Regions from separate parts of the Mus musculus genome. Here all the other regions are linked to region 2. A link is a contact called in public Hi-C and promoter capture Hi-C data. All regions are on one chromosome and are shown on one strand. Each heading gives the region's core, a stretch centred on a gene start, on an enhancer-like site or on the middle of the called end of the contact. The rest is flanking DNA. Distances are from core to core; before and after follow the strand shown.

The links. Promoter capture Hi-C pulls out the DNA fragments that hold promoters and counts their contacts. Hi-C and Micro-C count contacts between places; a contact is called where the count stands out from the background.
Region 1: a Hi-C map of the G1E-ER4 cell line shows a contact between it and region 2, with 3 times the contacts expected there. The contact joins the enhancer-like site here to the promoter of Nat2 in region 2. A contact is called at or near these places in 7 of 39 promoter capture datasets (the 3T3-L1 cell line, the HPC-7 cell line, cranial neural crest and 3 more), 4 of 484 Hi-C or Micro-C datasets (the G1E-ER4 cell line, Th1 cells, granulocyte-monocyte progenitors and 1 more), 4 of 115 datasets of contacts at active chromatin or transcription factors (embryonic stem cells, large pre-B cells and stem cell-derived neural progenitor cells) and 4 of 9 other capture datasets (adipose tissue, embryonic stem cells, liver and 1 more).
Region 3: a contact with region 2 is called in a promoter capture Hi-C map of hippocampal neurons, with 3 times the contacts expected there. The contact joins the enhancer-like site here to the promoter of Nat2 in region 2. A contact is called at or near these places in 5 of 39 promoter capture datasets (cranial neural crest, embryonic stem cells, hippocampal neurons and 1 more), 2 of 115 datasets of contacts at active chromatin or transcription factors (large pre-B cells and stem cell-derived neural progenitor cells) and 2 of 9 other capture datasets (embryonic stem cells and macrophages).
Region 4: a contact with region 2 is called in a Hi-C map of peritoneal macrophages, with 4 times the contacts expected there. The contact joins the enhancer-like site here to the promoter of Nat2 in region 2. A contact is called at or near these places in 2 of 39 promoter capture datasets (cranial neural crest and hematopoietic stem and progenitor cells), 1 of 15 datasets of contacts at CTCF or cohesin (the NIH/3T3 cell line), 1 of 484 Hi-C or Micro-C datasets (peritoneal macrophages) and 2 of 9 other capture datasets (adipose tissue and pancreatic islet).
Region 5: a contact with region 2 is called in a Hi-C map of cerebellar granule neurons, with 3 times the contacts expected there. The contact joins the enhancer-like site here to the promoter of Nat2 in region 2. A contact is called at or near these places in 8 of 39 promoter capture datasets (the 3T3-L1 cell line, the HPC-7 cell line, cranial neural crest and 3 more), 1 of 15 datasets of contacts at CTCF or cohesin (the NIH/3T3 cell line), 3 of 484 Hi-C or Micro-C datasets (the G1E-ER4 cell line, cerebellar granule neurons and nephron progenitors), 3 of 115 datasets of contacts at active chromatin or transcription factors (VIP interneurons, differentiating embryonic stem cells and forebrain) and 3 of 9 other capture datasets (adipose tissue, embryonic stem cells and liver).

What each region holds. Positions count from the first base shown.
Region 1 is chr8:67,894,777-67,899,527 of GRCm38.p6, forward strand. All of the region lies in intron 8 of Psd3 (pleckstrin and Sec7 domain containing 3), which reads right to left. Among named protein-coding and RNA genes, the nearest start is that of Gm32888, 33 kb to the left of the region's middle. Within about 2 kb of position 1,800, at least 5 of the 459 cell types and tissues checked have an H3K27ac peak or open chromatin away from gene starts, as enhancers often do. A contact at or near this core is called in the G1E-ER4 cell line, where this site is marked.
Region 2 is chr8:67,491,933-67,496,219 of GRCm38.p6, forward strand. Nat2 (N-acetyltransferase 2 (arylamine N-acetyltransferase)) reads left to right here and starts at 2,943. Exons shown (of 2, transcript NM_001168577.1): 1 at 2,943-2,970. It overlaps Nat1 (N-acetyl transferase 1), which reads left to right. Exons shown (of 1, transcript NM_008673.2): 1 at 1-599.
Region 3 is chr8:67,876,648-67,880,962 of GRCm38.p6, forward strand. All of the region lies in intron 9 of Psd3 (pleckstrin and Sec7 domain containing 3), which reads right to left. Among named protein-coding and RNA genes, the nearest start is that of Gm32888, 15 kb to the left of the region's middle. Within about 2 kb of position 1,889, at least 35 of the 459 cell types and tissues checked have an H3K27ac peak or open chromatin away from gene starts, as enhancers often do. A contact at or near this core is called in hippocampal neurons and neural stem cells, where this site is marked.
Region 4 is chr8:67,954,769-67,959,423 of GRCm38.p6, forward strand. All of the region lies in intron 3 of Psd3 (pleckstrin and Sec7 domain containing 3), which reads right to left. Gm15991 (a long non-coding RNA gene) reads left to right here. Exons shown (of 7, transcript XR_003947558.1): 1 at 1-2,360. Among named protein-coding and RNA genes, the nearest start is that of Gm15991, 3.6 kb to the left of the region's middle. Within about 2 kb of position 1,628, at least 146 of the 459 cell types and tissues checked have an H3K27ac peak or open chromatin away from gene starts, as enhancers often do. A contact at or near this core is called in adipose tissue, hematopoietic stem and progenitor cells, pancreatic islet and 1 more, where this site is marked.
Region 5 is chr8:67,812,800-67,817,614 of GRCm38.p6, forward strand. The region is part of intron 9 of Psd3 (pleckstrin and Sec7 domain containing 3); the gene reads right to left. Among named protein-coding and RNA genes, the nearest start is that of Gm32888, 49 kb to the right of the region's middle. Within about 2 kb of position 2,087, at least 5 of the 459 cell types and tissues checked have an H3K27ac peak or open chromatin away from gene starts, as enhancers often do. A contact at or near this core is called in the G1E-ER4 cell line and cerebellar granule neurons, where this site is marked.

The DNA.
Region 1 (4,751 bases), core at 550-3,049, 400 kb after region 2:
CCAAGTGGGGCAGTCTCTGGATGGTCATTCCTTCAGTCTCTGCTCTGAACTTTGTCTCTGAAACTTCTTCCATGGGTATTTTGTTCCCATTTTCTAAGAAGGGTCGAAGTATCCACACTTTCGTCTTCATTCTTCTTGAGTTTCATGTGTTTTGCAAATATATCATGGGTATTCTGAGCTTCTGGGCTAATATCCACTTATCAGAGAGTGCATAGCATGTGTGTTCTTTTGTGATTGGATTACCTCACTTAGGATGATATCCTCCAGATCTATCCATTTGCCCAAGAATTTCGTAAATTCATTGTTTTCAATGGCTGCATAGTACTTCATTGTGCAAATGTACTACATTTTCTGTATTCATTCCTCTGTTGAGGGACATCTGGGTTCTTTCCAGCTTCTGGCTATTATAAATAAGGCTGCTATGAACATAGTGAAGCATGTGTCCTTATTACAAGTTGGAGCATCTTCTGGGTATATTCCCAGAAGAGGAATTGCTGGATCTTCCAGTAGTACTATGTCCAGTTTTCTGAGGAACCACCAATCTGATTTCCTGAGTGGTTGTACCAGCTTGCAATCCCACCAGCAATGGAGGAGTGTTCTTCTTTCTCCACATCCTCGCCAGCAACTGCTGTCACCTGAATTTTTGATCTTAGCCATTCTGACTGGTGTGAGGTGGAATCTCAGGGTTGTCTTGATTTGCATTTCCCTGATGATTAAGGATGTTGAACATTTTTTCAGGTGCTTCTCAGCCATTTGGTATTCCTCCATTTTGAGAATTCTTTGTTTAGCTCTGAACCCCATTTTTAATAGGGTTATTTGGTTTTCTGTAGTCTAACTTCTTGAGTTCTCTGTATCTATTGGATATTAGCCCCCTATCAGATTTAGGATTGGTAAAGTTCTTTTCCCAATCTGTTGGTTGGCTTTTTATCTTATTGATCCTTTCCCTTACAGAAATCTTAAACACACAAATTCTAAAAATTTCTATAAAGAACCAGGCAGCTAATATTTCAGGCTTTGCAGGCCATATGTTCTCAATAACAACTGCTCAACACTGTCATCACTATGTAAAGATTTTAAAAGTAGCTGTGAATGTGTCCCAATAAAACTTTACACACACACATACACGAGATGAATTTTTGCCTGTAATTACTATTTTGCTCACCTGTAGTCTAACATAAGTTAGCATTGAAATAGATGAAAAATCCTAGAAGATCTAATAGCAATTTCAGGTTTTCCCTTACTTCATAGATTTTCCTCTACTCCATTAGAAAAAGAGCTACAAACTTGTGCTATAATGCATGAAAATGTGGGAAACAGAGACTTTTGCTCACAATGCTAACGCAAGCTCTAACTAAACAAACAAAACAAAACAAAAACTTAGCAAAAAAAAGCATACTGCTCCTGACAAAAACTATGGAGCCTTCTATCAAGTTTCAACTATAATCTAGTATTCTCTGATCTAGAGGGACCAGTAGAGCCCATGAAAGTGGACCACAGAGTAGATTCCAAGTTAGGGGTTGAAGAATTAAGTAGAATGACCATGGAATTAAGTTTAATAGTGTTAAGAACTGGAGCTTTGTGGAAAGTGTGCTTTCGGAGAAACTAACAGCTCTCATTGTCTACGGGTACAACCCAGCCTCATAAATCTTGAGCTATTAGAACACAGCCGGCATACCCTCCCACACAATTCCACCTCCGCCAACATGTTACAACAAACGAGGAAAAGTATACTACTGACTTGGTAATTACTTCGGTGAAGTAGCACTGCTATAAAGCTCTGGTTTTGCTTGTTTGCCGCTCATGGAAGTGGAATTAGGTTATGCTGCCCTCAGGTGTCCATCTTTTTAGATGCACCACTGGAGGGCAAAGCAGAAGCCATTGCAATTTCAAAGCACCCTGGCCAAAAATTCAAAGAGGACTTCTCATGTCTGGTACTGGGTTTTTTCCTTTAGCTTTTCAGGGTGTACTATTAGCCTAGATGAGAAAGTTCCTTAAAACTATATATACTTAAGTATAGACTTAATTATGTGCCACGGTGTTTTCTAAAGAAATAATGATGTCTGCCTTTTGAGTTATCGATGTTGCTATCTATCCCCTTCCTCCTGCTCCTGTGCTTACCCCCCTCCCTTCCCTAGGCGGTTCCCTCACCAGTTCCCCCATGAGACCCCTTGGATCCCACTGTTCTGCCTTACTGCTTCCAGCTTTCTTCTGTATTTACCTCCCTGCCCTTCTCTGTGGAGCTCCCAGGTCCTATTTCCCCTATCACAGGTATAAAGTAACATAATGATTCACTAGTAATATAAATACTTATATGCACACAGAAACAAATCATTTAAAAAGAGGCCATGGATTTGAAGGGGAGTGGGGGGAAGTATGTGAGGATTTGAAGGAAGGAAAGTGAAGGGGTGAATATAATTAAATTATAATCTCAAAATAGACACATTTTTTTAAAAGCAGGCGTCTGCAATATAAGTATCTTCTTTCAGAAACTACAATCACAGATTTAAGAGGTTGATAATCCAACCACATGGTGGTGACACACACCTCTTTTAAATCCCACCATCTGGTAGGTAGAGGCAGGCAGAGTTCGAGGCCATCCTGTTCTACAGAGTAAGTTCCAGTATAGCCAGTGTTACACATAGAAACCCTGTCTCAAAAACCATTAAGAAAATAAAAGGAAAATCCAACATTAAGGAAAGACACGATCTTGGTGGGGTTTTCTGCACCTTTCCTGTACTATATTGCCACTGAATGTGGTAAAAGACATCAAGTACTATATGAGTTTTGAGTGCTGGGGTCATTGTCCCAGGCTTTAATAAGCTCTAACCTGTACTGTTCTAATACTAAAAGCATTTACTGTTTCACTCACAGTCTCTCACAAGTGGTCACTAAGGAATTTGGCGCTATATAACTTTTGACATATTGCAACAGATTAAGTGTAAAAGCAAACACAAAAATCTAGCTATCCTCTATTAGTTCAATAGTAAAAGGAACCACAAAAATGTAAATGCCACTATTTCCAATAAATTTTCTCAGAATGTAAAGTATAATTCATGATTATAAAAACTATGTTTTTCATTTAGTGGTCTTTAATGATCAAATGATGACATTAAAGTTTCATTAGATTCAACCCATAATGTAGTATGTAGTAAAACACACACACACAAAACAAATTTTAAAAAAGTCTGTTTGGGTCTTCAAAGATTTTAAGAGTCTAAATACACTCTAAGTTTGAGAAATTCCCAAAGTATAAATTCTACCAAAATATGATTAGAACACTATGTGTTTATTTTTAATTTTGAGAAAGTAAGACACATTGAACTCTGTCAAAACACAAATATTTAATTTTCATTTTAACTTGGCTGTCATAGGAGGAAATAAGTTAATGCATGGAGTGCAGAGATCCATTGGGCTTTCAATCACTTTCTTCATTCTTATTATCCTCTCCAAGGCATGGAAGGAAGGAAGAAAGGGAGGGAGGGAGGGAGGGGAGGAGGGAGGGAGGGAGCCCCTTCCTTAAATGATATTCACCTGTCTTCCTTCTTCCACAGTGTAAAAGCTCACAAAGGAAAGCACTGATTAATAATTAATGATTAATCTATTAGATAGCTCCTATAAGACCACAAAATGAGCCCACTGACTCCAGAGATGACTGTGCCATATTTTATTCATGTTAACCTGTTCTCAAACAGGGGAAAACAAATATAAATAAACAGAAGTGAAGAAGCAGATAGAGGAATAGAAAAGGTTTCATTTTCACAGGTCACAGAATTGAATGAACTTGACTGGTGCATAATTAAACTCTAACACTCTTGCAAATTCATTCCTACTAAAATTTACACAGTGGCCAATATGATAGTCAGTGGCACTGCATTCTAAATGTCATTCTAAAATTAAAAAATTTCAAACCATGACATTTTTTCTGTAAAAACATTCCACAGCTGAAGGCTGGATTCTCAGTCTAGTCCATAGACTCTCTTTTTGGTAATTAGCTGATATTTTGAAAACATAATAATGGTGAAAACAACTCAACTAGAAATCCTCAACACGTTTAGATCCGAGCATACTGGTCTTCTGTGGCCTTTCAGTATTGGTGAGAAGTTCCACATGATGAGAGACTGGTAAGACGGCTGCGAACTCTAATCAAGAGAAAAGGCTTAACACCATAAGCTATCAGTTCTCAACCTGTGGAGGGGTCTCATATCATCATATATATATATATATATATATATATATATATATATATATATATATATATATACATACACATTATAATTCATAACAGTAACAAAATTACAGCTATGAAGTACCAACAAAATAATTTTATGCTTGGGAGGTCACTACAAGATGAGGATTATTAAAGGGTCACGGCATGAGGAAGGTTGAGAACCACTGCCATAAGGGAGAAGAGACCATATGGAAAGGGTTGATGTAGCAGAAATGACAATCACAGCTAATACCCTTCCCTAGACTCGTAACTTGGGATGGTTTATGAACGTTATGGAGGGGTGTTAAAGCCTCAGCATGCAGAACTGCTGGGAAGTGGAGAATTGTTTTTATGAGCATTTCTCATGCACTAGTGAGTGACACACACCCATTTGCATACATATGGGCAGCATTAATTAGACTTGTGGGTTATCAACAACATAAAAGGAAGACATGAAGTTGGGAGGGGGATGTTGGGAGGATACTGAGAAAGTTAGAGGTGGGAAATTGGGTATGGATATAATCATAATTTCATTGTACACATG
Region 2 (4,287 bases), core at 1,693-4,192:
CAGTCCAATGCTGACCAACTAATGACTTGTTGTATCTTCTATTTCCTAGATTTTATAAAACGAAATCCTACTCCTCCTGTCATTTCACCAATAAAAATAGCGTCAGTTATACTTGAATAAAATAAATATATTAATGGATGTAACAACAATCCTTTCAATATTAATCAACAAAAATTACTTAATGAAGATGTGGAAATCTTTGGAGCCATATTGACTTGTAGTAGAAGCCTCCCACCATCATTTTATTGTTGAACTCACATAAAAAGTGGTTGAATATGAATAATCAGAGAATAGCAGGTATAAAATTCAGCCAGAATAAATCTGATGTCCATGGTTTACAAGAAACCACATTCACAACTTAGGATCAGAATAAAGCAAAGAAGAATGAGACATCATTTCAGATTCAGGTAACTTACCAGTCCTCAAAACAGAACTCAAGCCAGTGCACCCGGGCTCTGTGAGTGGGTGCCAAGACAACGACATGGCTTAGAATTTCTTCCAGAGCTAATTGTGCAGACGTAGTTCCTTTTACATTGGATTTTTTTCAAACTATGAGAATACTTTAGAATTATGCAATTGATTTATACATTATATAATACTCTTTATAGCCTACAATATATGTTACCTGAAAAAATATTGTTTGTCAAGTATATTAAATGTTAAATATATTAAAATAATATTGGCTAGTAAAGTGGATCAAAGGCTTCTTGGAGGTATTGAGATATGATAAGGGTTGGTGTTCTCTTTAAGTTGTGTGTCCCTTTCCCCCCAGTGTAATAACCTTGCTACATTCTTCTGCTTCACTCTAAAGTTTAGCTTAAAAAGAAACAAGCAAGAGACAAACATGGTTCTTAGTGGATCTTGGAGGTCACACTCTGAGCACATTACTGGGTAAACTTGTGGATCTGATTCAAGATGTAAAACAGTTTGAGACATACATATATATTCAGTACCAGACATAAAGGCCACAAATATAGGGATACGGGGGTAGTTCCCAGGTTAGACTGCTGGTCTAATGTGCTGAAAGCCCAGAATATGGTTTACAGCACTTCTGCACACAAACGTATTCTGCTCAGGGTTGAATGAATAATAGTGGTAATTATTTCTAAGTCTTTGTAGCTTTCTTTACCTCATTCCTGCTTTAGCTCCCATTCACATTGCCAGCTGCCTACTGTGTGCTTGCTGAGAATAGAGTCAGGGATGTAAATGTATGGCTTGTGCCCCAGAATCTGAATATTTAACCTCTCTGTACTTCCTGCTTTCTAACTGGATTCCATAAGAGGGTCAGGCCACAATACTTGAAGCAGCCTTCTCTCCATAGCTACGGGTACTGCTGGACAGGTTCCTTATCATCGGAGAGTCCGGAGCTATCAGGATTCCCAGGGCCAGTTACCATCAAGGGAAGTGTTGGCTTTTGCACAGTTGCTGTCACACAACCCGATCCCCAGCCCCTACCTACATTCCTGCTTGGGAGTCAGAGATCCTGGCTGCAGGCTCTTGCTATGAACTTCCCCCATCCTCACAAGGGATAAAAGGAGGCTCCCTCTTCTGGCCCATCCTCTTAGTCTCTTCAGAGACTCCACCAAACTGTCTGTCCATTGAGCTGAGCCCGAACAATTCTTGGAGCCCTGTCTTACTGTTGTCTCTGTGTCTATATGCCAATGCTGTTAATAACTTTTTCAATAAACCCATTATTGCCCAGTAATCCAGCCCAGAGACCTCTTGAATACCCTTCTCCATGCAGATTCCAATGCCAGGCCTCTAGTTTGCACTGCATAGCCAGTATTCCTCTCAGTCCTCGTCTGGTAGTGATCATATTAAGGTAAACGGAAAAGCAAGAGCTGAGATATTACCAAAGCTATAGGTTACATTGCCACAGTGATGCTTGCTTTATCTTGTGTTTGTGGAAATGGGCTCGTGTAGCCCAAGCTGGCGTTGAACTTGCTGTGTAGCCCAAGATGACCTTGAGTTCTTGATGGTCTCCCTTCACTTCTCAAGTGCTAGGATTGTGGGTATCAGCCACAGGGTAGCTGTTTTGTTGTTGTTGTTGTTGTTGATTGGGCTTTGGTTGTAGGAATGTAAGAGTTTGGAAGTTCTAGTTTAGGTATAAAACTATACAAGCAGATTGCCAACCAGTGGTTGTTGTTAACAAAGGAAGCAAAATCCCTCAGAACCATGCAGAGAGGTATTGCTGTGCATGCGTCACAGTGACCCAACTGAGCAGATAGAAACTGGGGATATAGTTCTATAACTCACTTCTCCTCACCTGAGCCACACCCGACTACATGCCACCAAGCATAAATTTAGGAATCTATTTTGACAACCCAGAATATAAGAACAGTGTGTGCCAAGGAGTCTTTAAATTATAGTGTACAGGGAAATAGCTAAGAAACAGCAAGCATTATCTACAAGAATCATTAGTATAAATCGAAAACAGAAATACATAGGACAGTTGTCGTTTTTTTGCAACCCATATCCGGACACACGTCATACACATTCCACAGTGTCTTTGGATAGAGCAGTAAAAGGACCTGAAGATGAGAAATGAAAAAGAAATAAGGGGGAAAACAAAACTTAGTGGAAGGAAAGGCATACATTAGGAATGTGGGTGACATGTGGTAACCGCTTCCTCCTCTACGTCCTTGATCTGCTTTGCAAGAGCCTATTTCAAGCTCTGACCTCTCACAGGCTCCCAGAGATCATAAACTCTGTGAAATGCAAACCTATCACGAGAAATGCAAAAATATCATGATATCTCACGCAAAGAACGGACTAGAGAAAGAGTTCACCAGGGTTAAGTGAAGCCCTACAACTACATTTCCCAGAGATCCTTGAGATGGTTTAAAAAAAAACTAAGCATAAGGGGCGGAGCAACTTGAACAGCCAATAAGAGCTCTTCCTTTGCAGACCAGGGAACTGAAACTCACTCAGCTTACTTCCTGGTCCGCCCGGTTGCAGTCCTGGTAGCGGGTAAGTGGGGGCTCCCTAATAGATTTGGAAATCAGGATTTCTTCCTCTTCCAGAAGGAAGACCGGGAGAGAACAGCACAACACAGTCCTGACTTTCCAGGCCCAAGTTCTTTTAGAAAGTTTGGGTGGCACATACTTCGAAGCCAAGCTAGGAATACTTTGCAGTACACAGGTGATTCTGACAAATGTTTTGTTTAAGTAGGTGACAGGCAGCCACATTCTATTAGATTTGAAGAGCCATTTAGTTCCTTTTATGCTGTTTCCTTATCAGTCACAAATGAACTAGTAATGGTGTTTACTTAAAGGGTTTCTGAGCGTTCAGGAGGTGCGTTAACAGCATAGGAAACCAATCCCTCCAATTTGTTCCCTCTGGGACTCTTTAACAATGTCATTCACTGCATTTCCAGAGGAACTCTTGGAAGTACTTTTGTCATGCTTGAAGAAGGGTAAGTGTGTAGGGTCTTAAGGAACACCAGAAAATCGACTACTTCCTGTGACTTAAGACTGAGACGTTACCTTGGAACACAGTCGACAGGTTTACTCAACAGTGTGGTGCCAGCTCATGCCAAAAGTCCTCGGAGCTAACGCCCCGTGACCCATGGACCCTGATATCATGAACTCTATTCTGTACTTTGGGCATAATGTCAACTACATTGCTTGGCTCTTTTCTGTTAACAGTTCTGCTCTTTCTCCAGCTCCGGTTTGACTGCCTCAGACTCAAAGCAACTGACTCCACCCCGACTTTAAAAAACAAAAAACAAAAACAGACAAATGCCAACTCTGATTTTATTATATTTTATTTTTTTAAGCTTCCTGCTAAAGACTAACTGTATGGTTTTACCATTTTTATCCATGGCGCGTATTTCTCTTGCCCTTTGCTAACCCTATTAGATTGTTTGCCTAGTAGCATCCCCTGCCTCTGCCTGGCTGTTGGAGGCCTTTACTCGCAGCCTTGGATGCCATGTAGGTTTTCTGTAACCGAAGTGCAGCTTGTTAGTGCTCTTTGCATATGGCCAAGCCAACAAGTCTAGTGTCTTCCACCCAGTTAATCAAAAAGATGGCTTAGGGTTGTCAACAGAGTTGGATTCTGTGGGCTTCAGGAAGAGAAATGAAAGAGAAAAGAAAAGGAATTAAGGGAGAAAATAGTACACATACAAAATTACAAGCAGTCCATTAGCTCTCATTACAACTTCACTGAATATCAGCAGTAATCCATGCAATAAATATATCGGCCCCTAATGGTGAATCCTCCTTCTAGTCTGACTACTGTCAGAAACCTATCATAGCTTTCTCCATCCGGATTGATCTTCTCTATTTT
Region 3 (4,315 bases), core at 639-3,138, 380 kb after region 2:
AGGGAAGGAGAGATTACTAAAGTGATTATTATTTGTTCTCAGGTTTCTGAGTCTGTTTCATGCCACTGATCTGTACGTGATGAGGTATCACTATGGCCATAAAACAGCTTTCCTTTGTGAGCTACTCTTGTTGTAGCTAAGAATTCCTCTATATTGAAATGTGTTCCATCCTTCCTTAATGAATAAACGATAACACAAGTATTTTGCTGGTTAGCTCATGCCTTGTAGACCTTCATTCTCCGAGGCCTCCCAGGCCCATTGGGTAAATCATAAGCCAACGGACAAGTTTAAAGTTTCAGTGTGAGATTGGCTTTCAGTAAGACTGTGTGCTCACGTATGAGAAACGGCAACAGCTAACTTGGAGGGTAGGCTTACCTACCTCCAAAGAATGCTCCAAACATACCAACATTCAAAATTCTGTGGAGGCAACTAGAGTATGAAACCTTGCAGTGCTTCTTTGTGGCCAAATTAAAACTAGAATCTGCCTGAGAATCACTAATAGTCCGTTACAGGACAGTTAACGGTTACTACCACCCCCACCCAAAGTTTCCTTTTGGTGAAAAAAGAACCTGTCTGCACTCTTTACGCAGCATTTGTTCTACCCTACTGTTCTAACAGGCTTCTTCTATGGAGGGCCTTTTATTTAGTAAGTATACCATGATTTGCAGATTTTCAGCTACTTCAAGGACTCATCCTCATTCTCATCTCCATCTTTCATTCGAGCTCTGAGCCATACAAATTATCATTATCTTGTCCGTGATGGTCTCAGGCCTGAAGGCAGCAGCGTGCTTCCAGACTTCCATGGAGAGAAGGCAGAAACAGAAACACGCCTTTCACCCCACAGCTCAGCTTGATTTGCCACACTGAAAAGAGGCAGGGAGCGTCTGTATTTTGAGCCATCACCGTTAATGCTGTTCTCTAGAAAAAGCTCACTACCATAGCTTTTTGTTTCAAAGGCTCTCCTCCTTATACTAGCACAAGCTTCGAAAGCCCTTTCCTCCATAGATACTGTTGCTACCAGGTTTACATGACCTTCTCTTTGAGAGCTCACCTACTCCAGGCAGCAGTTGATGCTCTTTTTATAGCTACACTTAAATACCACCCATAAGTTCCTATTTTCAACTACATACTCCGGATATAACTCAGATCAAGCAGTTTTGAGAATTCACTTCTGGCTTTTCATTTATAAAAAGTATAGACCTGTTTCAGACTGAGGCCCCCTTCTTCCTCTGCTTCAGTCTCCCGGGCATGAGCTTTTGAAATTGCTGCTATAAAAAGAGCAGCTTTCTTAGATTTAGCTCTGAACATTTGCTGGCTTTATTATTTGTGCATGCTTCTTTGTCTAAACCAGTAGCATAGGAGGAAAACAAATGTAAGAGCTATGATTTGAGCTTACAAGAGCTAAGCCGGTGTTAAGAGCACTCATCACTGACACTGAATGAATCCCTACCATTTTCCAATTTCTCTTCTGCCGAGTCACAGTCTGCTTTAAAAGCATCACTTGAGAAAGTTTGAGCACAACAGGGAAATTGAGTTTACATTTTTGGTGCAGGAATGAAAGGGCAAGGAAGAGGCTGGGCAGTAGATACAACATGCTTAATGGGCCCACATGACAAGCACAACAGTCATAGGCACAGGATAGATGCTTTATTTATTATGGCACAACTAAGTAAAATGAACATTAAGACCCCTCCCCCAAGATTCGGTCACAGGTGACATCATTAGCAACTCTCAAACGCACTTAGGGCCCGGGACTTTCATACCCTATGAGGAAACCTTGTGCATGACAGATGGATGCACATTACATCTTAATTCCTCTATTCACTCTGAGGGGTGGGTGCCATGACAACATGCTATGCACTGAAGCTGAGGAGTCGGAGACATGTTCCAGGTGCAACATCCTGCTCTCCAGATTCTACACTGCTTATCTCAAACTCTGCCAGGAAGCATTCTGATGTCAGCGCACTGCAAAGACAGAATTCTATTTTTCCTACTTGTTTCCACTTCATTTGATTAGAACACAGTAAGAAAAGAATAAGGGATTCTAAGCAGACAATCCAGCAACAGGAGCTCAAACAAGAGGCTCAAAATTGCACTTCATATACACAACTCAACACTGCTGGCACTGGTCTCTGAGCCAGAGCTTCTCCCTGGAAAGCCGATCAGTCGGGTGAGAGCTGCCCTTTTCACTGTGTGCTTCCTCAAGAGTTCTCAGCAACATCCTGAAGAGTGGTAGGTTCACATTGCTGTCCATCTTTTAATTCTTTAAAATAATCCCCATCGTATTTTTGTTTTAAAGACTGAATTTACTTCTGCATAGCTCACAAATATCTAAACACACATTTTCTTCAAAAATCAGAAAAGCAGGGACTACTAAACCCCTATTGTCTTTATATCCTAAGTTAGCCAAGTTTATTATAAGGCAATGACTTTCATTGTCTTTCATATTGCTAGTTATATCTGAGCTAGTTACATGATATTCAATACTGTGAAAGAATCACAAAACACAGTAAAAGTTCATTAAGACAATATTAATATAATTGCTAATCTGACTCAATAGCGAGAGATGACCTCCTTTTTTCTTTTAGAGAACGTGCTCATTTCTTTTTCAAGCTTGGAGTTAGGAGAAATAATGCATTCCTTGTACTTTCATATAGTTCTATGCAATATTAGTGTCTGTAAAAGAATACAGCATCTCAACTAACAGGATTAATAAAATATGGTCCCATTCATATTTCCCCAATTATACTTGCATTCATTCTTTGATTATCATACAATCAAATACAAAGGAGGAAGGGCAATCACATGCAGAAGTGAAAAAAAAAATGTGTTGGGAGAGAGACCTCATGCTACTTGTGGTCAAGCTTCAGCTAGGAACCAGAGGAAGGTAGGGAAACTGTCACTGTCATGTTTTCAGCGTTTCCCCTGCTGAGTGCAGCAGATTAGATGTCCAGATAGAGACTTGGAAGTAAGCCAGGCTGGCTTTGCTCTTGCTTTTTCTAGAAGGATCCCTATAGTTCTTTCTGTTCGCTCTATGAAAAGGGATCCTTTGTGGAGTTTGAACTTATAAAATTTTATCTCTGACTTTCCAGACTATTTTTGAGTTGTTTTTGTTTATCCTTACTTACATTCATAACGAAATAAAAAGCTAATGGCTATAAACCTGCATTGCACAATTTTATATTCTCTAATCATGTTTCATTCTTGCCCAACAAAATGCATTAATCCTTGTCTAATATTCATTTTTCTTTGCTGACCTCTGAGCAACTTTCTGCCCAAATTTTCCACTATTTTTTAATTGTATTATCTCCTTAAGAATACCAAATGAGAAATTATATTTAAGACAAAATATGCATCTGTAAAGCATCCAGCCAACAAAGGAATAGATACAGGGAGGCTATGTAGCTTTGGCAGATTCTTCTAATGGGATCTTGCCTAAACGCTGTCCTTGGAGAGAGCAATAAAAATTGCATTTAATTAATAAATTTAGTAAGAATTTACTCAAATCTGTAATAATTTAAATTCAGTGTTATCTTTCCTTGAGGAAATAAAGTATTTGAACAACCCTAAATCAAACATCTAGACTGTAAGGAGTAGAAAATGAAACTAATATTTTGAATGGAGAATAAGGCTTCTAGGTATGTATTAATAGCTCATCTAAAGTACTACCTTCTTTGGAGAAGCTAAATAATCTACTACTTCAGGCTGTCTTCCTGCTCTAACTTTCTTCACTCTGGATTATGAATGCTATAACTTTTATTCAAAATAACCTAAAGAAAATTTTTATTTGCCAGAACAGTCAAATTCCTCGTTGGGCTATTTAAGAAACAGCTGGAGCTTAAAAGACAATTGTAGACAGGGCCTAATTGTCATCTCTCCTGTCAGCAAAGGAGAAGGAAAAACAGAGCAAGATTTTATACATTTTCAGAACTTAACAGAGGTAGTCTTATTCCTCTTATATACAGAGGTTACATATAAGGTTTTTCTTAATCGTCTCTAATTAGATAGAAAACAAGACTATATACTTTCATTTGAATATCAGAGAACTGTTCATATGAAGGCCCAACTTGTTCCTCAGCAGTTTGTGGTCTCCAAGGATAGGTCCACATCTGTTTTCAGAATGCTTTCGACCTGGTGAACACACACTGGACCTTTGTAAAATGTTGCCCATTGTGCAATCACACAGAATGAGATCTAGGTAATAAATAAATCTTATTCTGGGGTCCAAAGAAATTTAAACAAGAAGAATCTAAATGTAACTTCTGACACAAAGAGATTTATTTATAAACAAGGCCAATGTGAAACAACAAAACAC
Region 4 (4,655 bases), core at 378-2,877, 460 kb after region 2:
GCCTTGAACTTACTATATAATTGAGGCTGGTCTTAAACTCCCAATTCTCTTGCCTGCTGAGATCCGGACAAGTATTGCCAGGCCTGGCTCTATGCATTTTGTTTGGGAAGCTAATTAATACTGGATGAGAACTGTAAGGTATATCAGATCAGGTTAAATTAAAAATCTCTACCACAAAACAACAACAACAACAAAAAATTGTATTGGTGTGTATATAAAAGATTGTTAGCAGCATTTCAACAAAGGGAAATGTTAGCCATTCGAGTTCTTTATTTAAGGCCACAACCCCCCTTGCCATAGCTTCTTAGCTCCACACCTTTATCATTTGAAGTTGTATTTGTTAAAAGACCACCTCGCCAATCATCACACCAAAATTTGGAAAGCCTGTGTAAATTATATTTTGTACAAAAAAATTAGTAGGGTCCACAATGGACACCCGGGTTCTTCCATGTATAACTGTCCTCACCACCCTCCCATTGGAAAGTGTATATCAGTAAGAGGGTGATCCCGGGGTCTCTGCAATGACCTTCAATTCCACAGTCCATCAACCTTCCAGTAAATGACTGACCACACTATTTCACAAATGCTGAACTTGCCAGGTGACTCCTACAAACCTGGATTCTGTATGCAACTCCTGTGACAGTTTTGGGGTTCAGTGAGTTAGATCTGTGTTTGAAGTCTAAAGTTACCTTGACCCAACCCCAACTGCCCCATATTGAAACACTGACCCAATCTTCCTTGTACTTTTTTCTTTCCCAAGATTTTTCTTATCTATTTTCCTATTATACTTCGAAGAATTACTCAGACCTCTGTGTAAACCATGAACAGATTAAACCTCACACTCTGCAAATTCATACACCAAAATTAAATTAGTTGGTAGGGATATTTCTACTTCACCAAATAAAAGACGGATTTCCACAAATCAATCAAGCTGTCCAAGATGAAGCTGCTCTTTATCCCCATGTTTATGCCCCCTTCTGCAACCCCCTACCGCACAGTGCTTTGTATAGGAAAGCCATGTTCCAGGAAGCCTCTGAAAGCTCAGGGCTGGGAGTCTGTCTGACAGCTAGGTGTTGAGGAGTGGCTAGCTGACTTTCCCTCTCTCTTATCAGCAGCTATCTCATTCTCCTACCCTTTACTAAGCCTCTGACACTCTTAGCAACCCGATTGTCCTTTTTTGATTTGTTTTTGTTTGTTTTTGCTTCATCTCATTTGTTACTTCTTCAATTATAATAGTTACTATTAATTTTATTTTCTCTTTGGGAGAGATTCTGTCTTTTCACAACTACACCCCTACTAAATAACTAAAGTAACATTCAAAATTAGGTTTCACTGTGAATTCTACAGGAGCGCCCTCTCCACAAATGCAATAACAAAATAAAACAAACAACTGAGCAAGAACTTTCAAATGGGAAAACAAACAAACAACAAAAACAAAAAAAAAACCGAAAAAGTACATAACTTCACTACTAAAACCACTTTAGAAATTTGTGGAGAGAATGGGAACTCCCTTTCCTGGAGAAAAAATATTCAGACCATAAAAAACTTAAGAGATTCCTGGAGCCACATCCAGCCACTACTAAACCAGGAGGCAGCAGTGAGCCCTGCCCCGAGTGACAGAAGAACAGTTCAGAGTCCCACAAGCCTCTAGGGACACTTAGTAAAGCCGAGATTTTTCACTCACCAGCTAGCAAACAGCACATGATGTTATTCTCTTCCTTTAATAACTATACATATGCAAATGCCTTTCTGCTTTTAGACTGGGGTGCTAGAACATTTCCTTAGGTTATACTTTAGCCAATTTCTTTATCACTGCTCTTTCAAGCTACATCTTCCCAAGCAGAAAGCACTAAGGAAAGAAAAAGGCTGAAGAAGAAAGAGCACAGCATTCCCTTTGAGAGGAAGGAGGAGGAAGGGCAAGAGGAAAGCAGAAAACCACAAATATCAACTTCAGGGGACTGAACAGAGAAGCACTTCCCTCAGGCATATCAGCTGCACACAGATGCAATTCACCTCTTCTACGGAACTCCTACCCTGAGAGAAAAATCTAAGAAACTGAAGTATAAAACAGATTTTTCACACAACGAAACATATTTGAGAGCAGTCTCTTATAGCTGAGAGAGCCAGGGAAGAAGCTGCTGACGTACTCCTGTATTTGCTGTCTCACTTCACCTCTGTCCAGACCCAGTTCAGCAGAAATGGACATTATTCACCATGGTTCCTGGTGACAAGGACAACACGTGTGGCTTGCAGTCTTCAGGTCAGACAGCACTTACTGGTCAGAGTTGTGGTCATCTCCTGATAGGCCTGCGAGAGAGAAACACCCAGACACAAAGGAACCCATGGGGACGTGTGTGACTGTAAGTCTCTAATTATCCTTTCTAATTCTGGAGCCATGTGACTGGACTTCACATAGCCTGCTGAACCCTGGGGGCCTGAGGCTCCCAACCTGGACCACTAAGGGAGGGGATGCTGTTCTTTGCCCCTTCATTAAAATATTGCATTACATAGCAGGGCTAGGTGAGCTATTTCCTGCTGACCAACCGACTGGCAGCTTCACGCTCAGCAGTCAGAGCATCCTGGAAGAATTTAACTATTCCTGTTCAAATGGGATCCAGGATCTCAGCAGACTTTGTTGTCTCTATATAATACTTTAAAATACACGCAGTATAATAAGTACTCAATGATCCTTCCTAACTAAATATTGAATATGAGAGATCAAGGGAATTTTCTTCGTTGACGTATATAAGAAAGTAGCTACTAAAACTAATTCAAAAACTGAAAGAGGAAAGGAATTTTTACTACAAGAGACTACTCCCAAACAATTACCCTCTCTCACACACACACACACACACACACACACACACACACACACACACACACACACCACTAACAGCAACAAAAACAGTAGCAGCCAATTCAGCATTTGGAACTAAGTTCTTGAAAATAGATAAATTCAGACATCTGTAGAAAGAAATAAAAACAAAAGAGAAATAATCATTCTATATAAATACTAGGTATATAAAATACCTAGATGTGCAGGACAGTGAAAACACTTGTCTAAGGGTTAAGCAACTTGAAGTCAGGTATAGGATCTGTCACTACCAAGTCACATGCCTTTGGGTAATTCTACCAGCCAAACTAGGACACTGATTTTGTTGTTGTTGTGGTGGTGGTTGGTGATGGTGGTGGTGATAGTGGTGGTGGTGGTAGTGGTGGTTGGTGGTGGTGGTGGTGGTGTGGTGATGGCGGTGGTGGCGGCGGCATTTATAAAAAAAAAAGTTATACAAGGTCCCTTTCAAGTTGTAAAGCTTTGTCTACTTATGGCCACCTGTTACCTTGAGCCAACTCAAAGAACACTAAAAAGTGTTCCCCATCAAACTGGTCTGTCCTAACCACTGGCAGTATGCATGGGAAGGAAGGAATCGCCCTGTCTGGAGTCTTGCAGAGGACCATCCTCTAAGATAATTCTTTTCTACACTGGGATTCGAACTTTCTTGCCTTAGTCAGGTGACACAACTGAAATCTTACTTCAAGAAAGTCCAACAGGAACCACTATCTAATCTGACATGCTAAAACACTAGGAGTTACTCGAGTGTTGTAATTTAGCTCTGTCCATACTAAGGTTTGAGGTCTCTGCTGACTAATTTTATATCAACCTAATACAAGCTAGAGTTATCTGAAAGGAGGAAACTTCAACTGAGACGATGCCTTTGTAAGATCTGGCTGTAAGGCATTTTCTTAGTTACTGATAGGGGAAGGCCTCGCTCAATGTGGGTAGTGTTATCCCTGGGCAGCGGTCCTGGGTTCTGTAAGAAAGCAGGCTGAGCAAACCATGTTAAACAAGCCAGTAAGCAGCACCCATCCATGGCCTCTACATCAGCCCCTACCTGTAGATTCCTGCCCTGCTTGATTTCCTGCCCTTGCTTTTGATAATGAGCTGTTGCTTGGAATTATAAGTGAAATACACTCTTTCTTTCTTCTCTAAGTTGCTTTTAGCCATGTTGTTTCATCACAGAAATACTAACCCTAACTAAGACAGAGCCAATACTGCCAGGTGATTGATTACTTCTTCAATGTCTAGGCACAGAAGTACAAAGGAGTAAAGTTTTCCATCTAGTATGTTCTAGGCTGCCTACTGTCTCTAGATTCTCACCTTCACTGACATACCTCTCCTGTGACTTCTGAGGGAAAATGTCACAGCCCAAACCACCTTAACTCTTAACCTGATTTTGTATACAACATAAACAACTTCTATATGCCCCAGAAAGTTGGGTTAGAAGCACACTGGATTCTTTTACATACATATTCTACAGCTTTTTACCAAAATTTGCAGTCACAAGAAATTATAATAAAACAGACTAAAATGGTATTCCCTATTGAAAGACAGACACTTTCTCCAGAACAATCCAGCCAGGGACACTTCAGGAACACTCAGCTCATGGCCACACTCCTTTTCTAGAAATGCTTGCTCTCAAGAACCTCCCTTTCTTGGGATTGTCTTCTCTCAGCAACACATCCCTGGATACAGCCTTCTCTCATGGGTGCCCCCCTTAGGCACCCCTCTTCACGATACAGAATATCTAACATGGACTTGGCAGGCAGACCCTGCTAGGTGCTTTCAGCTACATTAACCCTTTAATTCTCATGGCTAT
Region 5 (4,815 bases), core at 837-3,336, 320 kb after region 2:
GGTGGAGGATCTGCTTTTAATTAAGTCCAAGAGTCAGCAGGTGCCACCCAATCAGGAGGATAGTTTGTTCAACACTTACTCCTAAAGAGTCATTTGTACATCCTGGGGGCTTTCATGTTAGCATACAAGAAAGCACTACAGGACCCACAAAACTCAGTGCCCAAGATGGGCGCTGGTCCGCAAAGGTTACACCCAACAATAAAACCCCACCCACTCTGCCAGCTTGGAAACCAGAATAAAACCAAACGCAGATTTTGTGCTTTAAAGAGCCTGACTCAAATCCTGAGGTGGATTAACACCTATTGATAATGACACAATCTGGGGAACAAGCTGCCAGAGCAAGCCTTGTCTCTTCCTAAGGTCTACCCTGGGAAATACAAAACAAAACAACATTAATACATCTGGATTAATTAGTCTGGCAGAATCACACTGAGCAAAACTGTAGCGTCCTAGAACACAGGAGGTATAGTGTAAAGAGAATATAACAGATAGTAAGAAAAGAGCTTTGGGGAAAAGCCTCTCAATCTTTGCATTTGCCCCTGATTCTTTCACAGTGCCAGAGATCTAGCTAACACCTATGATGGATGTTGTTAATATTGTGACGTAATTGCCAATTTAATATCTCCCCAAAAGCTTTCAACGGCCACTTATATGGATTGAAATATGTTCTGCTTCTACTTCAGAGTTTAAATGTGAAATATTCTGTTACATATTATATTATTTATATTACATATGCAAGGACAGTATCAACTGAGAATATAATTCCTCCATACTACACAAGACACACTTTTAAACAGGCAGATGTGAATCTCCTTTCCAGATTTAGTTTTTTGTCTTTAAAAAAAAAATCCAGGGAGAAAATATGACATCAGTCTGCGAACTTCCCACTAAAATCTGAGGTTACAAAAGGGCATTGCGAAGACTTCTTCAGGTTCCTTTGTATATAGTTTTGACTCACAGAGGAAGAAGTGATTAGCATTAACCTAGCACTGCTAAAGAAAATGCAAGCAACTCCTTTGCAGACTAAAAAGAATAGAGCTGATGGCGCCCTTCAATATTATTGCAACATGTTTTACAAAGCAATGAATTAACCATTTCCCAAGCAGTGCTGTGGGGCCAAGCACTTCCCTTTCTCTCTCCCATATTTACAGTTAACATCTCCAGGAACCCAGACTTATCTACCATGCTGTAATGCTCACCTTCCTTGAAGTGAGCTTGGTCTTTAGGTTTCTTTCTACAGAATAAGTATAAGTCCATCAGATAACAATAACAGAATAACAGAATAACAATGGCTTAACCTGGCTCAGAAGAAGGATATTTCATCAACTGCAGCTTACTGTAAGTCTCAGCAAGAAATGACTGGGGGAGACGCACAGAGATAATTAACGAGGAAAGCCCACACTCTGCCTGGGCAGCACCGTGGCTCACAAAGCAGATGGCCAATTTTTCACTATACATCACCCAACTACCATGAGTTCTATGAGATGTGTCTCAAGTTTCCTTGCTACTTTATCAAAAAAAATTTTTTTAAACATTTCATTTAAATTCACCCCCTCATCAATGAGAGAATTCTTAGTGGATGTTGTTCTATTGTTCCCTAACAACATGCCTCAGCCACTCACGTTATTTTTACACTCTAAAACAGCATTAAAAAATGGCATTATCAAGCTGAGATTTGGCCCAGGTAAATACGTGGTAGTTTGGTAAGAGTTGGGCACAGAAAAACAAATCAAAGTATGAACACCAGCTTTTACAGTTCTTAATCTAAGCAAGGAAAAAATTAAGATATAGCATATAATTTATATTTTATATATAACCAGATGAAAAGGAGGAAATGTGGACACGTTCAGTAGTTTTAAATTCGCATGATGCTCATGGTAGAGTAATTTCCATGCATATGTGAGACCTGAAGTTCATTCAATAACCTGCACCATGGTAAACACATAAATGGATAGAATAAGGAACTGAATAAAGACATACAAACGTCAAGAATCAATATCACCAAATGATTCTAAATTGTTATTTGTGTCTAGTCTGTCCAGTTGACCCTGGTAGCAGGAAGGTCTGTAGTGCCCCCTCATGGCCAGGAAGCTTAATGGGAACTCTACAAGTATCAGTTAAAAGACAAATAAATAGCTGAATGCATTCATAGTCAGGCTCAAATGAGACACTTTGATAATTAATACTAGTTTCCACAAATGTAAAAGCAACCTTCTTTAAAAAAAACTATTAACATTAAATATCCTCTACATTTTATCTGTTCCAGAATTTGATATAAACATTATCCAGAAAAAGGAAAAATCATATTCTTCAGAAGAAAGAAGATTTCATCACTTTTAAGGATATGGATGGGTTTGGGGGAGGAGTGCTACAGGAGGGGCAGTAAGTTCTATGAAAACAGCGCACAAAATTTGTCTGGGATATAAAATAATTTGCCTTAGAGTATAACAACATGATGCACAAAGATTGGATCATTCAATTTCTTCACTTAAAACATTTAGTTAAAAAATCTTGAAAGATATTTTTTAAAAATTTAAGGCAATAAGTAAGTGATCCATTCAGAAACCTTTTAACACTTTCTTCAAATAAAACACAAAATGCAAAATTGGATGAAAAGTGAAGCCTGCAGATGAACTAATTTCATAGTTATACAAATTAGTGAGTTTTATGGCCAACAAAACAGAAGTTAAGACACACCAAAGATAACAGTGTTCCAAGAATATAAAACATATTGTGATTAAACTATGTGGAAACTATTATACTCACTCTAGAATGGGCTAGGTAGAGTTTTGGGGAGAGAATTCAATTCTAGACATTATCTTGAGATGCTTGATGTTATCTTATTATTGCCTTTAATGGAGGCAAGAGTCAGATGGGGTAGAAGAAATAAACTTTCTTATCACCAGGTTAAAAAAACCTTTTATTTTTTGCTGAAGAGTCAGATAACTAAAAAACACCACTTAACTGATTAACAGGAAAACAACACTGATTTGCTTTTAACTAATAATATTTCACTACTAGATACAGCTGAGGTGAATAATACTTTTAACTATTAGCACTTGAATATATTATGTCCAGTACAGAGAAGAACATAGATTACCATGTAATTACACTTGTCCATAATGAAATTCAGTTAATTAGTTTAGGGTACAAGTGCTTAGCATATTCAATTAACTTCATTTAGTGAACAAAATTTGCTAATGAATGATAATGTTTAATCTAATCTCTAACTCTAATGGAATACATACACAAGGAAGAGAGGCAGGGACAAGGTGACTGGGAGACAGAGACAGAGTCTAGGAGGTAAGACCTTAGATACATTTTTAATAAATACCTCAGAACTCAAGAGGTCATATAATATCCATATATGTTATACATTTACATGTATATAGTCATGTGATTATAATTCTACCAGGAGCTTACATACAATACTCTTCCCACAGTGTACAGGTTCCTATTAAATAGGAGTATCTGCAACTGCATAAAAAATAGAGAAGGTATTAGAAAGGATAAACTTGCTCATTTGTCATCTTCTGGCTTCTAATGTTAATCCATACATCCTAATTCTGAGCAAACCAAAAGTATTAAAATGATTGAATTTTCATCAGGGTGGGAGTTTGGATTACAAAAGCATTTCCAATGATGACCTCTGACTTCTCAGGTATTCTGACCACAAGGTATAAATACAATGTTCATTAAAATAAAATTCAGAGATGCTAAGTTAGTGCTCTTTGCAAAGTAAATTTTATAACCACACTGACAACCACATGCATGTCCTTCTACACCTACTTAATACTTTAATAGCCTTTGGGGTTTATGCCAGCAGGAGACTGTAGTCATCATACCATGGGAGGTCGCATAGCAGTTGCAGTGGGAACCAAGACATGCTCATTCCGGTCATATTAAAAGACTATCAAAAGATGCATGCTTTTCCCCAAGATGAGTACTTAAAAATTACCAAGAAAAAGCCACCTGTGAAGAACTTATTAGAGCCAGGTTAATTTGCTAATGATTGATAGGGTTAGATTGCACTGTGTCATAATGTAATGTGATAGATAGCCAGCATATTTCTTAGTCACCATCCATCCTCTACCCTTTTTTGAGGGAAACCTGTTAAGACCAAAGTCTTTCAATACTGTAATGACACAGGAGGAAGAGGCTGGGAGGGAGCAGGAGAGGAGGGTAGTGGCATAAGGTTGAAGGGGTTAGGCCTGATGCCACTCCCAGTGGGTCTGGATAGAGCCCATGGGAAGGCCAAAATGATACAGACCCACCTCCCAAAGCCTTTCCTACACATCTTCAAGCCTATGGGTCTTGTTAGAATCATCCCCATCCCAGCTCTAGAGTTCTATGATCCTATGATTCCATCGTTCCATTTTTAAACCTGTGGAGTGGGAGTGTTTCTGAGTACCCTGCTCACACAGATGGTGGTGGGAAGAATCTCAAGAATATGTTGCATGTAGTAAATGCCCACTCCACTACGTAAGCACTCCCTTCCATTCCACATCAACCAAGATTGCTATCTCAGAGAGAGTCACAGAAAACACCAGTGCTTTATTAATGGCAGCCCAGCAGCAGTGCATACATACGTAAGGAACACAAAAGAAGGAATTTCTCCCAGTTACACACACCTGGCAGTGAACACAGCAAGAATACAGCACACAGAACAGGGTTGCTTTTCTACATTAGCTCCGCAGACTGGGGGAGGGGGACAGAATGGGAGAGGGAAGAAAAAAATGAACTCAATGAAAGATAAAAATTAAACAAGATATTTCTACATTCCTGATGATCTAAAAATATGCCATACTAAAAGCC